Regions from separate parts of the Salmo salar genome. Here region 2 is linked to region 1. A link is a contact called in public Hi-C data. All regions are on one chromosome and are shown on one strand. The core of a region is the stretch at or near the end of the contact, and the rest is flanking DNA. Distances in the headings are between cores, read along the strand shown.

Evidence for each region. A called contact is a pair of places that touch in the nucleus more often than the background predicts.
Region 2: a Hi-C map of muscle shows a contact between it and region 1, with 12 times the contacts expected there. The contact joins the promoter of LOC106560613 here to the promoter of LOC106560682 in region 1. A contact is called at or near these places in 3 of 3 Hi-C or Micro-C datasets (blood, gill and muscle).

Annotation. Positions count from the first base shown.
Region 1 is chrssa01:120,368,529-120,375,929 of Ssal_v3.1, reverse strand. It overlaps LOC106560682 (AF4/FMR2 family member 1), which reads right to left and starts at 4,526. Exons shown (of 19, transcript XM_014123796.2): 1 at 4,285-4,526. The coding sequence starts at 4,301.
Region 2 is chrssa01:120,832,002-120,839,402 of Ssal_v3.1, reverse strand. LOC106560613 (28S ribosomal protein S36, mitochondrial) reads right to left here and starts at 4,204. Exons shown (of 4, transcript XM_014123662.2): 1 at 4,091-4,204; 2 at 3,767-3,830; 3 at 2,312-2,502; 4 at 1-2,152. The coding sequence starts at 4,120. The coding sequence ends at 2,135.

The sequences.
Region 1 (7,401 bases), core at 3,277-5,776:
TAACGCCGATGTGCAAAACCGAAGTCAAAGCTGACGTGCATACGTATTAAAAGTAAGTAGATGACGTAATGACGCCATGAAAAATACAACACTACACAGAACAAAAGCAGAAAAATACTATGCTACTTGCTAAGGGCGTCACGACGATGTCAGCCCCATGAGCATGCTGATTCTGACAGGACAGTGGGACAACGACGATTTCGTAAAGCCGTAACGCATGCTCAAGAATGTGCTGGTTCTCATACTGCTGCTGCCCTTTCAATGGCATTTGAGAACATGTTCGAAACATGTACACACTCCTCGCGCCATTCGAACAACTGACTTGAGAAATAAGCTAATCAACTGCGTCTGCAGCAGACGTGATACCCTCTGTCATGGTTTTGGGATGGAGATGCAAAATGGCAGTCGTGCCAACATATCTCATCAGCAACCTGGTGGAACGGAATTTGTGGATCTGAGGCTCTTTCCCCTGTTTCCTCCATCATCAGCCACCTCAGAGCGCAACTGGTCCTTGTTTGGGAACACACACCAAAGCACGCAACAGGCTGACCAAAAATTGGTGGACATCCGGGCAAATTTGAGCCTGACAACAAGCCATCCTCAACAAGGTTGGAAAGTGACAGTGAAGATGAAGCCTCAGGGTCTGATGTTCAAAAGGTTGACATTGAGGTCCAGGGAGAAGACATGGAAGCCTGAGAGGAAGACAACCAAAGCTTTAGTTTCTAGACTATCATTTTACAGATGTATGTTGAAAACGTTTTGGGAGATGCAATGGATCATTGGGGATCATTCAATATTCCCTTTTGTTGTTCAGTGAAATCATCCTATGTGAAGAGTCAACTCATTTAAATAAAGTTCAATTCATAACAATATTTTTTTTTCTATTGGAAGGATTTAATCATTTGCAATTTTGTCTACTTATGATAAGGTAAAAGGTTTATGTTTCTATGTCCATTTGATATGGTAACTATATCCAATGCAAAAAGCATCTACATTCAAATGGTATTACTACTAATTTGCATTAATATTAATTTGCATATATTGCCATTAATGGCGATATATTCCCATTAATTCACACGGAAAGTTTCCACCTCTGAATATTCCCCAAAATGTGCAACCCTAGTAACAATTATTCAAATGTATTGAAAAACTTCAAAATAAATAGTTGACGGTATTGAAAGATCACTCCGTGGCTTTTTCCAAATACCCCGGTATATGGTACAGTGCCTTCAGAAAGTATTCATACCCTTTGACTATTCACACCCTACATTTTGTTGTATTACAGCCCAAATACAAAAAACAAGATTTTTTTTTCTTCTCACCCATAATGACAGTGAAAACATGTTGATTTTTTTATTGAAATGTTTTGGAAATAGAAAAATATGTAATTTACATAAGTATTCACAGTATACACAAGTATTCACATCCCTGAGTAAATACTTTGGGAGCAATTTAAGCCGTGAGTGTTTCTAGGTAAGTCTCTAAGAGCTATCTACACCTGGATTGTGCAACATTTGCCCAGTATTCTTTTTATTTTATTCTTCAAGCTCTGTCAAATAGGTTGTTGATCATTGTTAGACAACTATTTTCAGGTCTTGCCATAGATTTTTAAGCAGATTTAAGTCAAAACTGTAACTCGGACACTCAGGAACATTCACTGTGTTTTTGGTAAGCAACTCCAGTGTAGATTTGGCCTTGTGTTTTAGATTATTGTCCTGCTGAAAGGTGAATTCATCTCCCACTGTCTGGTGGAAAGCAGTTCTTAGCTCCATTACGTAAATGTTTTATCCTGAAAACTCCCCAGTCCTTAACAATTACAAGCATACCCATAACATGATGCAGCCACCACTGTGGCTGAAAATATGTAGTACTAATTATTACCCTCTTCACTCCATCTCAACTTACATCTCTGCTCCCTGTCATACACGAGGAAGGCACATGAAAACACTAGGCAGAGGACTAGCTGGGTCATTCCTGAGAGCTAGGCCTACTTCTACAGCCATCCAACCCATAGATGGATGGCTATAGATTTTATGTGTAGTTCCTGGCTTTTCAGACGGGATGCAAGAATGAGCCTAAAGTTACAAAAATGTAGGCCTATAGCACAACATTGCACAAGACCAATGTCTGCATGACATCAGTAAAATGCAAACTGCATACTAGCTTAGGCCTACAGGCAGAACTTTCGCAGGCGTCTGGAAAGAAATTCCTTCAAACCACAAAAGTGGGATGATGGCAGGCTTTTAGCTTTATAGGAGGCACAAGGCTTTCTGTAACAGCAGCATACCAGCCTCCATTAAAGAGAAGGGCTGTGAGATGAGTGGAGCAGGGACACATACCTTCCCCTGCAATGGAGAAAGGTCAACATGTGGGTTACCCTGTATCATTAGGCTACTCAGAACTCACAGACTAATATAGATTGGAGGTGGTGAAAAGATTTTCAGGCACTGATGGTAAACACAATGGAAGTGAAATCCAAAACTGTATTAATTGGCTATGTCATAGCTAATTTCTAAAGATAAATATTGGCATATTACGAGCAAAAAATATTTGTATCTGCTATATGACAAGTTATTCAGTGGGTGATGAGGATTTCAGATAAAAAGTGGGGGGGCCAAAAACATAAATTGCCCCCCTAATCTAAAAGTGGTAGCGGCACAGCCTGTCCTATGGCTCAGCTCTCACACACACACCAGCTCCTGACTAATCAAATCGGACTGAATCGTCGTTCAAAATAAAAGTGTATCGTTCCAGCATCGTGTCAGAGCCCATGTATCTAGATGTGTATTGAATCATGCTTGTAAGGAGAGATGCACATCCCTACACTATACCAATTTTGCCATCCTTCTTAGTATTGTGGCAAGGAAACAAAACATGAATCTGATTTAACTTTTTAGGAAAACAGTCCTAATGTTGGAAACAAACATGTCATCCACAGTCACATTTATTTATTTCCCAAACTATATCACACAATATTGTACATACAGGAGGACTTTCCTGCTTCATGTTTTCGTTTTTGTCATGGAAAAACATTGATACTGGTATGTCACAGCCCAAACTAGTAGGCTAGTTATCTTGGGCTACACACCTTTAGGTTTAGCTTCATGAGCAGACATCAGCTGGCTAAAATAGTTTCTTCCAGTAGACAGGTCTAATGCCAAAGCAGTAGACCAATTTAACTTTCATGAACACAAACAGGGATGTACTTCTGTGAATATTATTAACTCCTGTTTTGAGGTCAGTGTTGTGACACTGAGTGACAGAGCCTCGCTTGTTATTCATCTCAAACCTGATATTCAAAGTTGCTGATTATCTTCAAAGATTGCTAGAAACGTACAATTAACGGGCACAATGTTAACTTGCATTCCTTCCTTTCCCTGAGTTTGGGGCAATGGGCTTTATTGGAAAACAAACCGGTTGGGAAAATGTTTTCAATTGAGGCCGTTGTAAAAGGCTGTTCATGCGCAGGAGGCGTAGCTAACTAGTCGCCATCTTCAATCTCCTGGTTAGCAAGTTTGATTGAATGTAGCTACACTAGTTTTTCTGTAAAACGTTTTACTACGGTTAACGGTACCTAGCTATTAGCTAATATCAGGTTAATCCACAACAGTTAGCTAAAGTAGTTAGCTATTACAGCATGCGAACTGCTAGATACAGTAAGAGTTAGCTAGGCATCGATTTATCTAACCAATTATTTCCATCTGACACTTACTACGAGTGTGAGCTAGCTGTCTAACTAGCAACTACATTCATGTGAAACAGTTAGCTCGTTTAAACTCACAGGACCACACGTTAAATTACATAACGTAGCTAGCTAACGTTAATGGGCAGTTATTCTACTAAACAGTGTTATCCAAAATAGTTGTTAGTAAACTACACTTAATTGAAATACGATGGGATGTTTTGAAGTTAACGTTAGCCGATAAGGCTGGGAGCTAACTAACGTTAGCTACCTAACGTTAGTTATATAAACACACACTGATGTCGTCGATTAACTGGTTCGAAGTGGCACAAGCTTGCTAACTACAACACACTACACAGCTGTGGTGAGCAGTAATTCCAGGTGATTCCACCAAAAACGGTATGGTAGCGCAGTTTTATTACGTTAAACTGATAACTTTTACAACAAGCCTCTAGCTACATCCAAACGTAAATATCAAAGTAACATGCCAAAATTCAACTTTTAGACTAGCTGCTCTTCTTAGTGTGCGCGCGGTGCTGTTTAAATTGATTGACCTAGCTTGCTAGTTCGTAGACTAGCTAACATTATCGTTGTCTGCTTACCTTGAGCGAGCTGCCATGGTGCTCCTCAAAAACTAAATTTCAAGTTGCTTGCCATGTGTTTCTGACAATCCGTGATTGGATAACCTTCTCTTGATTACATTGTTTACCAGTCAAATACCATTGTATTCTTTAAATAACTGTCAATAATGTGTTATTTGATCGTTATCTGCTAACAGCGACCGCTGTGAAGCAAGCAAGAATAACTATGTACTTCCGGGTCACGGATTATTCTTTGGGAATTTGGTTGGCGGATCGCATCCTACTTTTAGGTGCATACAGCGCCACCTACTGTACTGGCGTGTGAGACCAATCATGCCCTACCTACATTATATTTTAGATACAATAATGCAAAATTGGGGAAAATTCAAATTACCCTACCACCTACTAGCCCTCTCAACAACAACAAAAAACACCACCCATCCACTATTTAACCCTACCTAGTCCTACTCCAGACCAACGGTCTGAGAGGACATATCACTACCACTCAACACCCCCTGCAGCTGTTTTATTTTAGCAATCCCAAGTACTTCTCTGCCGCTTCCACCACAACCTCTGTTTTCTGTCTTTCCATCCATTTCTGCAGTACAACTGACAACCATGGCTATAAATGCTAAAAAATTAAAAAAATAACACCTTACTGAAGCACATTTTCTTCCCATCACCCTCTCTTGATCTCTGCCTACTCACAGGAATCCTCTAAGGATCCTTCACTCTGTAGCCATCTTCCTCTACCACTCTCTTCACTGCTTCGGCATATGACACTCTCTGTACTACTCTAACCCTGGCAACCTCAATCTGCCTTTCTCTCACCGGACACCTCCGATCTCCAGCCTCATTATCACCCCCACAACTAACACACACAACTTTCTCCACTGATATAACTCCTTTCAACTGCACCCTGCTCTGGAGAGCAAAGCACAATTATTGTCCCTAATCTCATAATCCGCAGCGCCCTCTCCCTCTGAGCGGAGGAAACACACTCTGAGTTACCTTCACCAACAAAACAGTCCCCAACTTCTCCTCTACCCAACCTGACACCACATATAGATCAACCAAACAGCAAGGATCCATTCTCTCTACAAATCTCACTCCCACTGGGCCAAAATCATCCTTATCATCCTTGGGACGAGCATCCTTGGGACGAGGCCCGAATTTGGTGATCCTTGCCGCAGGTACTTCACCCTCACGCTCAACAAGTTCCATCTCTGAACTACTGGAGCACCTATCCCTGTTTTTGCACTAGACGCCCACCTTCCTCACCTCACTACTACATTCAACTTCTTCTCAGCAGTCATCACTGCACCTGACACCACATTTAATTCCTCCTCCTCATCCTGTTCCATTTCCTCCTCAAGCTCTTCCAAAAGTTCTGTGCAATCCTCCATTCCATATTCACTCAAAAAATATTCCATGTATCTCCTTTTTTTCTTGTCCATCATCTTCTCCTTCACCAGATCTTTCAGAAGGCTGGTGTAATCCCCCACTCCATGTTTGGGTCACAGATTTTTGGAATCCTTCAGAATGAGAGTTCCATCCTGTAAATAAAATAAAATGGTATTTCTCACATGCTTTGTAAACAGCAAGTATAGACTAACAGTGAAATGCTTACTCACTGGTATTTTCCAACAGTACAGAGTTAAAGATACTCAGTTGAGTATCTTACCTAGTTATTTTCTGATGATCTCATTTGGCTCTTTTGGCAAGTATGTGTGTGCTTCCCATCACAGTTCGCTCTTATCTCTGTATGTTTACAGACACTCCCCACCCCATGTCTGCAACCCTTATACTTTAGTGTACTGTGCTCATACAACCCATGTGGAACTCCTAGTCTCCAGCAGCATTTGGAACTGCCGACCTGCGGTCAAAAAGGCTGAGTTCATCTCAGTCTATATTGCCCTTCAGTCCCTACACTTTCTGGCCCTGACAGAGACATGGACATGGATTACCCCAGAGGACACTGCTACTCCAGCTGCTCTCTTGTCATTTGACTATGTGTTCTCTCATAGTCTGAGAGTATCTGGTGGTAGCAGTTGTGGCACAGGGATACTCATTTCTCCTAAGTGGAGATTTTCTCTTTTCCGCCTGTCACCTGTCTATGTCCTCATTTAAATTCCATACAGTCACTGTCACTTGTCCCTCAAGCTTAACATTGTTGTCATCCATCGCCCACCAGGTGCCCTTGGAGAGTTCCTCAATGAGCCTGACACCTTGACAAGCTGATTTCCCGACGATGGCTCATTGTACTGGGTGAATATAACCTCCTAACACCTAACTTAAATTAATTTCTTTCCACCTCTTTCTTTCCACTTCTTTCCTATTTTGATTTCACCCTTTCCCAGTCACCTTCCACTCACAAGGTAGGCAATACACTTGACCTCATTTTCACTAGAGGCTGTTCGCCTACTAATCTCACTGCAACCCCCCTCTATGTCTCTGATCACTACTTTGTTTAATTTTCTCCCCATCTCTCCTCCAATCCTACCCACTCAGCCCCTACCTAGATGTTCTCTACCACTACTCTCTCCTCTTCTACGCAAGCCTACCAGACAAGTTGAATGCCTTTTATGCTCGCTTCGAGGCAAGCAGTACTGAAGCATACATGAGAGCACCAGTTGTTCTGGATGACTGTGTGATAGCGCTCTCGGTAGCCGATGTAAACAAAACCTTTAAACAGTTTAACAAAGCATGCGCGAACCAACTGTCAAGTGTCTTCACTGACATTTTCAACCTCTCCCTGACCGAGTCTGTAATACCTACATGTTTCAAGCAGACCATCATTGTCCCTGTGCCCAAGGAAGCAAAGGTAACTTGCCTAAATGATTACCGCCCTGTAGCAATCAGGTCGGTAGCCATGAAGTGCTATGAAAGGCTGGTCATGGCTCACATCAATGGCATCTTCCCGGATACCCTAGACCCACTCCAATTCGCATACCGCCCCAACAGATCCACAGATGACGCAATCTCAATCGAACTCCACACTGCCCTTTCCCACCTGGACAGAAGGAACACTTTCCATGCTGTCACAGTCACTAGCCCATTCAAGCTTAACCTGTTTAGGATAGCGGGCAGTATTTTCACGGCCGGATAAAAAACGTACCCGATTTAATCTGGTTATTA
Region 2 (7,401 bases), core at 2,955-5,454, 460 kb before region 1:
ATTATAATGGATGTCATTTTTTTGAAAACGATCACAAAATACACAAAATACTCTGTCAAAGTGGAAGAAAAAGTACCCCCACCCTCCAAAATATTACACTAATATACCTGTATCTTGATTAGATAAGTATTCAACCCCCTGAGTCAATACATGTTAGAATCACCTTTGGCAACGATTACAGCTGAGTCTTTCTGGGTAAGTCTCCAAAAGCTTTGCACACCGGTAATGAAAAATATTTGCCCATTATTCTTAAAAAAAAATTGTCAGGTTCTGTCTAGTTGGTTGTTGATCATTGCTCGAAAGCCAATTCCAAGTCTTGCCATAGATTTTCAAGCTGATTTAAGTCAAAACTGAAACCAGGCCACTCAGGAACATTCACTGGTAAGCAACTCCAGTGCCTTCAGAAAGTATTCATACACCTTGACTTATTCCACATTTTATTGTTACAGCCCGAGTTAAAAATGTATTAAATATGATTTTTTTTTATTAACCCATCTACACGCAATTCCCCATAATGACAAAGTGAAAACGTGTTTTTAGAAATGTTTGACATTTTTTGGAAAATGAATTTACATAAATATTCACACCCCCTGAGTTAACTTTGTACAAGCTCGGTCAAGTTGGTTGTTGATCATTGCTAGACAACCATAGATTTTCAAGTAGATTTATGTCAAAACATTTGGCCTTGTGTTTTAGGTTAATGTCCTGCTGAAAAGTGAATTAATCTCCCAATGTCTGGTGGAAAGCAGACTGAACCAGGTTTTCCTCTAGGATTTTGTCTATGCTTAGCTCTATTCTGTTTCTTATTTATAAAAAAAACTCCCCTGCCGATGACAACATGATGCACCACCATTCTTGAAGATATGAAGAGAGGAACTCAGCAATGTATTGGATTTGTCCCAAACATAATGCTTTGTAGATTACTGCATTGTTGCGTTTGGAGCTTGCAAGAATGGCATTTCACTGTACTTGTGCACGTGACATTAAAACTTGTATTAAGGACAAAAAACTAATTTCATTGCCACATTTTTTTGCAGTATTACTTTAGTGCCTTATTGCAAACATGATGCATGTTTTGGAATATTTTTTATTCTGTAGAGGCTTCCTTCTTTTCACACTGTCATTTATGTTAGTATTTTGGAGTAACTACAATGTTGTTGATCCATCCTCAGTTAATCTCTCATATTAGCCATTAAACTCTGTAACCGTTTTAAAATCACCATTGGCCTCATGGTGAAATCCCTGAGCAGTTTCCTTCCTCTGTGGCAACTGAGTTAGAAAGGGCGACTATCTTTGTAGTGACTGGGGGGTATTGATACACCATCCAAAGTGTAAAATTAATAACTGCACCCGCTACCAATTGGTGCTCTTCTTTGCAGACCATAGGAAAACCTTGGTTCGCAAAGTGGAATCTGTGCTTGAAATTCACTGCTCAACTTAGGGATCTTACAGATAATTGTATGTGTGGGGTACAGAGATGTGGTAGTCATTTAAAAATCATGTTAAACACTAATATTGCACACAAGTTGAGTCCATGCAACTTATGTGGATTGTTGAGCACATTTTTACTCCTGAACTTTAGGCTTGCCATAACATGGGTTGACTACTTATTGACTCGAGACAATTAAGCTTTTCATTTGTAACCATTCCTATAAACATAATTCCACTTTCACATTATGGGGTATTGTGTAGATCAGTGAAAACATCTCCATTTAATCCATTTTAAATTCAGGCTGTAACAACAAAATGTGGAAAAAGTGAAGGGGTGAGAATACTTTCTGAAGGCACTGTAGCTGTTATCAGGTAGATAACTGATAGCCATGACAATGGAGGGTTTACAGTTTTTCACTTTACTTTGCATAATACATAGGCTATTAGAAGAAAACTAGACAATGCTTGAATCTGCATACTTCCCATCGCATATCACAATACATTCAAAAAAGCATTTGAGGTTATCAACACTGCTTGAACATAAAAATAAACATTTCAGCGATCTGATCCAACAGGATCTAGAGATAAATGTTTCTTTGTGCATTTTATATTGGAATCTCTGGCAGATATGCTCCTAAAAAGCTATACAGTACTGAGCAAATATCCAGAGAATGGTTTGGCAGGTTATCAGTGAAGATGTCTGTTACTCTGGTCCACCACGCTGTAAAAAAAAAAAATGTAAGAGATGAATACATTGTTGACTGTTACAGCAGAAAAATACTTTAATTTATATCTTCTATGATGACATGTACCTGTAGTGGTATTGTTAAACTCTGAAGCTGGGGTTGAACACCATTGTGGTTGACTGTACATATCTTACCTGGATGTATTCCATCTCCTCTGGAGCAACTATCCTTCTTCGATACCTCTGGGGAAGATCTCTGATAGTTGCAGCGGTATCCGACGTTCCCGGGAGGCGAATCAGGGGTGATGGTGCAGAGGTCATAGGTGAACTATGTGTACCACTGGACTGCTGTGCTGCGGCAACTCCCATTTTCAGCACCTCTTGGACTGAATAGGTTACAATAGGTATAGCCCAGTTTAGACCCCAGTTCTAGTCTTAGAACATATTGCCAGTTATTTGCCGAACCTTGCCTGTGCGGCGATACTTTACCCACTTCTAAAGGAATATGGGTAATCGGTTCTGATTAGGAGATCGTCCAGCAGTGCCCAGGAAATAATTACATCCAATTGTTAGATGCTACCACCCCCCTCCAAATCAAAACCAAACATGGATTTCATGTTATCTTTTCACTTCGCATGCACAGCTGTCTGTGTTTCACACCCGTTTGTCCTAGCTAAATCAACCTTGTAATACGAGCACCATGCTACCGCAGACAGGAAGCAGACAAGAAGTAGAATGAAGCATGTGCATGCAAACATTGACATCCGTGTTTGGTTGTGATTAGGAGAGAGGGTGGTAGCATCTAACAATTGTATTGAATTGTTTCCTGGGCACCCCTCGGCGTGCAAACAACGCATTCTTTATCAGAACGGTCCACCGACCACAGATATGCCTAACAAAAGTGGGAAAAGCGTCGCCAAAAAGGCATAGAAACACAGGTTGGTAAATAAGTTGCACGGTGGGTTATATTGCTAGACGGAGACCCAATCTCTGTCTAGAACCACCAGGCTACAATAGGTATAGGTGGTCACAACCCTGATCCCAGAGGTTGGCTATGGGACATTCTCAATTGGTTTGCTCTACTCTTCTGTCCTCCGTCCTCTCTTCCTTTTGAAAAACATCAAAAGTAACTGAGGGGAGGAGAGAATGTGGAAACAAATGTTTTTGTATTAAATGAGACTCTCCTTAACTTGCGTGTCATCATGCAAATTATGTGTACAGTGATGAAATCCCAAAATATGTGTAAATTAGTATAGATAAAAGGATAAGTAGCATATCATTTTAAAATATGTGCATGCTTTTCTCCTTCGAGTATTCAACAGCTGATTCAAAGGGGGTTTCAAGGTGGAGGACAGTCCTCCATTCGTCTTTTGACATTGACACTCTCCAGGTCAGGGAGGAGTCGAGGACTGACTTTTGTCCAATTGAGATTCTCCCAACGTGCGTAGCTTTTGTTCCAGTCCAGCACTAATACCTGGTTCAACCAACTTGATGAGCAGGTGATTAGCTATATTATGTGTGTTAGTGCTGGACTTGTACAAAAATCTGCACGTGACCAATGGTTTTTACACACTATTTGTTCAAGTATAGGCAAGATGCCTGTCGCATGTCATACTCATATACAGTTTGAGTTGAAGAATTTAAATTTACCATTGGGTCTTGGGTCACTAAGGCGATTAGGAAACTTTATAAGTGGCGAGTGAAGGCGCACAGCCTGGTGGATTAAAATCATAGTTAGGCTACTCATATATTGCGTTTACATTTTCTTGAAATATCATATGAATTAATGATGAGCGAGTAAGAAATGAGTGAATGAAACTAGCTAGCACTACCCTTTCAAACAGTCTACCGACATGCACTGAACTAGAACGAACATTAACGCATTAATTGATAGGCTACAGAATGTGGGATACACAAGCAATACCCTAAATGAAGCAACAAATCTACGTTTTTCTATTCTTAAATATTGTATACCTGCACAATTGCTCTTCCAGCTGCTGCCATCTTTCTTCACCAGCGTCATCATCGTACCTTCAGCAACGCTAACACAGTACTTCCAGGTCACGGAATTTCCGACATTTTCCAAATAAAAGTCCCTCACGTAATCTTCTTCTTCTCTGAGGTTTATTGGCCGACTATACTCATAAGTTGTAATGCCGCCACCTACTGTACGGGATAATAAAAATACACCAAAAACTAAAGATGTTTTGGATGAACAAATCACACTAATTACTTGTTTATATTTTTTTTATTATAAAATATAAACACAAACCAAATTCACGCTCCTACCCTGAATTACACAGGCTCAGGAACCTGGAAGGGGGGGAACCTCTTCATTCAGTACTGGCACCCCCCCTTGGGTTGTGCCGTGGCAGAGATCTTCGTGGGCTATACTCGGCCTTGTCTCAGGATGGTAAGTTGTTGGTTGAAGATATCCCTCTAGTGGTGTGGGGGCTGTGGGATTTCCACAGATTCCCATTGCTTGGAAGTTAGCCATGGTTCGTCCTTTATTTAAAGGGGGATATCAAGCTGATCCTAAATGTTATATGCCTATTTCTATTTTGCCCTGTTTATCAAAAGTGTTGGAAAAACTTGTCAATAATCAACTGACTGGCTATCTTGATGTCTAAAATATTCTCTCTGGTATGCAATCTGGTTTCTGCTCAGGTTATGGATGTGTCATTGTAACCTTAAAGGTCCTCAATGATGTCACCATTGCCCTTGATTCTAACTAATGTTGTGCTGCTATTTTATTGACTTGGCCAAAGCTTTTGATACGGTACACCATTCCATTCTAAGAAGTATTGGTGTCTCTGAGGGGTCTTTGGCCTGGTTTGCTAACTATCTCTCTAAAAGAGGGCAGTGCATAAAGTCAGAACATCTGCTGTCTCAGCCACTGCCTGTCACCAAGGGAGTACCCCAAGGCTCGATCCTAGGCCCCACGCTCTTCTCAATGTACATCAACAACATTGCTCAGGCAGTAGGAAGCTCTCTCATCCATTTTTATATGCAGATTTACATTTACATTTACGTCATTTAGCAGACGCTCTTATCCAGAGCGACTTACAAATTGGATGATACAGTCTTATACTCAGCTGGCCCCTCCCCGGATTTTGTGTTAAACGCTCTACAACAAAGCTTTCTTAGTGTCCAACAAGCTTTCTCTACCCTTAACCTTGTTCTGAACACCTCCAAAACAAAGGTCATGTGGTTTGGTAAGAAGAATGCCCCTCTCCCCACAGGTGTGATTACTACCTCTGGGGGTTTAGAGCTTGAGATAGTCACCTCATACAAGTACTTGGGAGTATGGCTAGACGGTACACTGTCCTTCTCTCAGCACATATCAAAGCTGCAGGCTCCAGTTAAATCTAGACTTGGTTTCCTCTATCGTAATTGCTCCTCTTTCACCCCAGCTGCCAAACTAACCCTGATTCAGATGACCATCCTACCCATGCTAGATTACAGAGACATAATTTATATATCGGCAGATAAGGATCCTCTCGAGTGACTAGATGTTCTTTACCATTCGGCCATCAGATTTGTCACCAATGCTCCTTATAGGACACATCATTGAACTCTATACTCCTCTGTAAACTGGTCATCTCTGTATACCCGTCGCAAGACCCGCTGGTTGATGCTTATTTATAAAACCCTCTTAGCCATCTCAGATAGGGGGGAGTGAGGCCTACTGCAGCCCTCATCCTCCACATACAACACCCATTCTGCCAGTGACATTCTGATAAAGGTCCCCAAAGCACACATCCCTGGTTCGCTCGTCTTTTCAGTTCGCTGCAGCCAGCGACTGGAACGAGCTGCAACAAACACTCAAACTGGACAGTTTTATCTCAATCTCTTCATTCAAAGACTCAATCATGGACACTCTTACTGACAGTTGGCTGCTTTGCGGGATGTATTGTTGTCTCTACCTTCCTGCCCTTTGTGCTGTTGTCTGTGCCCAATAATGTTTGTACCATGTTTTGTGCTGCTACCATGTTGTGTTGCTACTATGTTATTGTCATGTTGTGTTGCTACCATGCTGTGTTGTCATGTGTTGCTGCCTTGCTATGTTGTTGTCTTAGGTCTCTCTTTATGTAGTGTTGTCTCTTGTCATGATTATTTTTAATCCCAGACCCCGTCCCCGCAGGAGGCCTTTTGGTAGGCCGTCGTTGTAAATAAGAATTTGTTCTTAACTGACTTGCTTAGTTAAATCAAGGTTAAATAAAATAAATAAATAAAATAATAAATTCAACCATTCCTTTGTTTCATCACAAAACCGGAGAGCAACCTCTGTCTGGTGAAGTCCACAAAACATATTGAATGTAACAAACAGTTACATGACCTACAGCCTGGTCAAGCAAGTTAATGTTTCTGACTTTTTTGCACTACTAAACAACTAGCATATTGATTTAGAACCATGGAGAGTTCTCGTAAGTCGCAAAGAAAACAGGAGCTGCCTCCATTATTCCAGCCCCATTTCAACTTCAACATTTCAACATCATCAAATCACCTATGGTTAGTCTACTACAGGCAACAATGAGCACGCTAATTAACATTAGCCTACTACATCTAGCTCAGTTGCGATTTTAGCATGTAAATCGTGGTGGAGAAAACTCAACCAATTTTTTTAGATGCATGCCAGCAAAGCGCCAACACAACACTATTTTAATGATTGTTGTTGGCATGTCATGCCTAAGTTTGATAATCTTGCCAATGAAAACAAACACTGACACTACACATCCAAGTATAACTGATCAAGTTATGAAAGACAAGCATTGTAATTTTGAATTCCGTAAAGTGAGTGTAGAAGACGTGAAAGAAATATGGCCAGCCACCGGGGTCGGACCAATTGGATGGAAAATTACTGAGTATAATAGCGGACGATATTGCCACTCCTATTTGACTCATTCTAAGCCTACTAGAAAGTGTGCGGGATGCAAAAGTAATCCCGCTACCCATGAATAGTAAAGCCCCCTTTACTGGCTCAAATAGCCAACCAATCAGCCTGTTACCAAACCTTAGTAAACTTTTTGAAAAAATTTGACAATCCTATTTTACTACAAACAAATTAACAGACTTTCAGCACACTTATGGGAAGGACTTTCAACAAGTGACTGATGATTGGCTGAGAGTAATTGATGAGTAAAAGATTGTAAGAGCTGTTTTGTTAGACTTCAGCGCGGCTTTTGACATTATCCATCATAGTCTGCTGATGGAAAAACGTATGTGTTATGGCTTTACACCCCCTCTTAAATTGTGGATAAAGAGTTACCTGTCTAACAGAACAC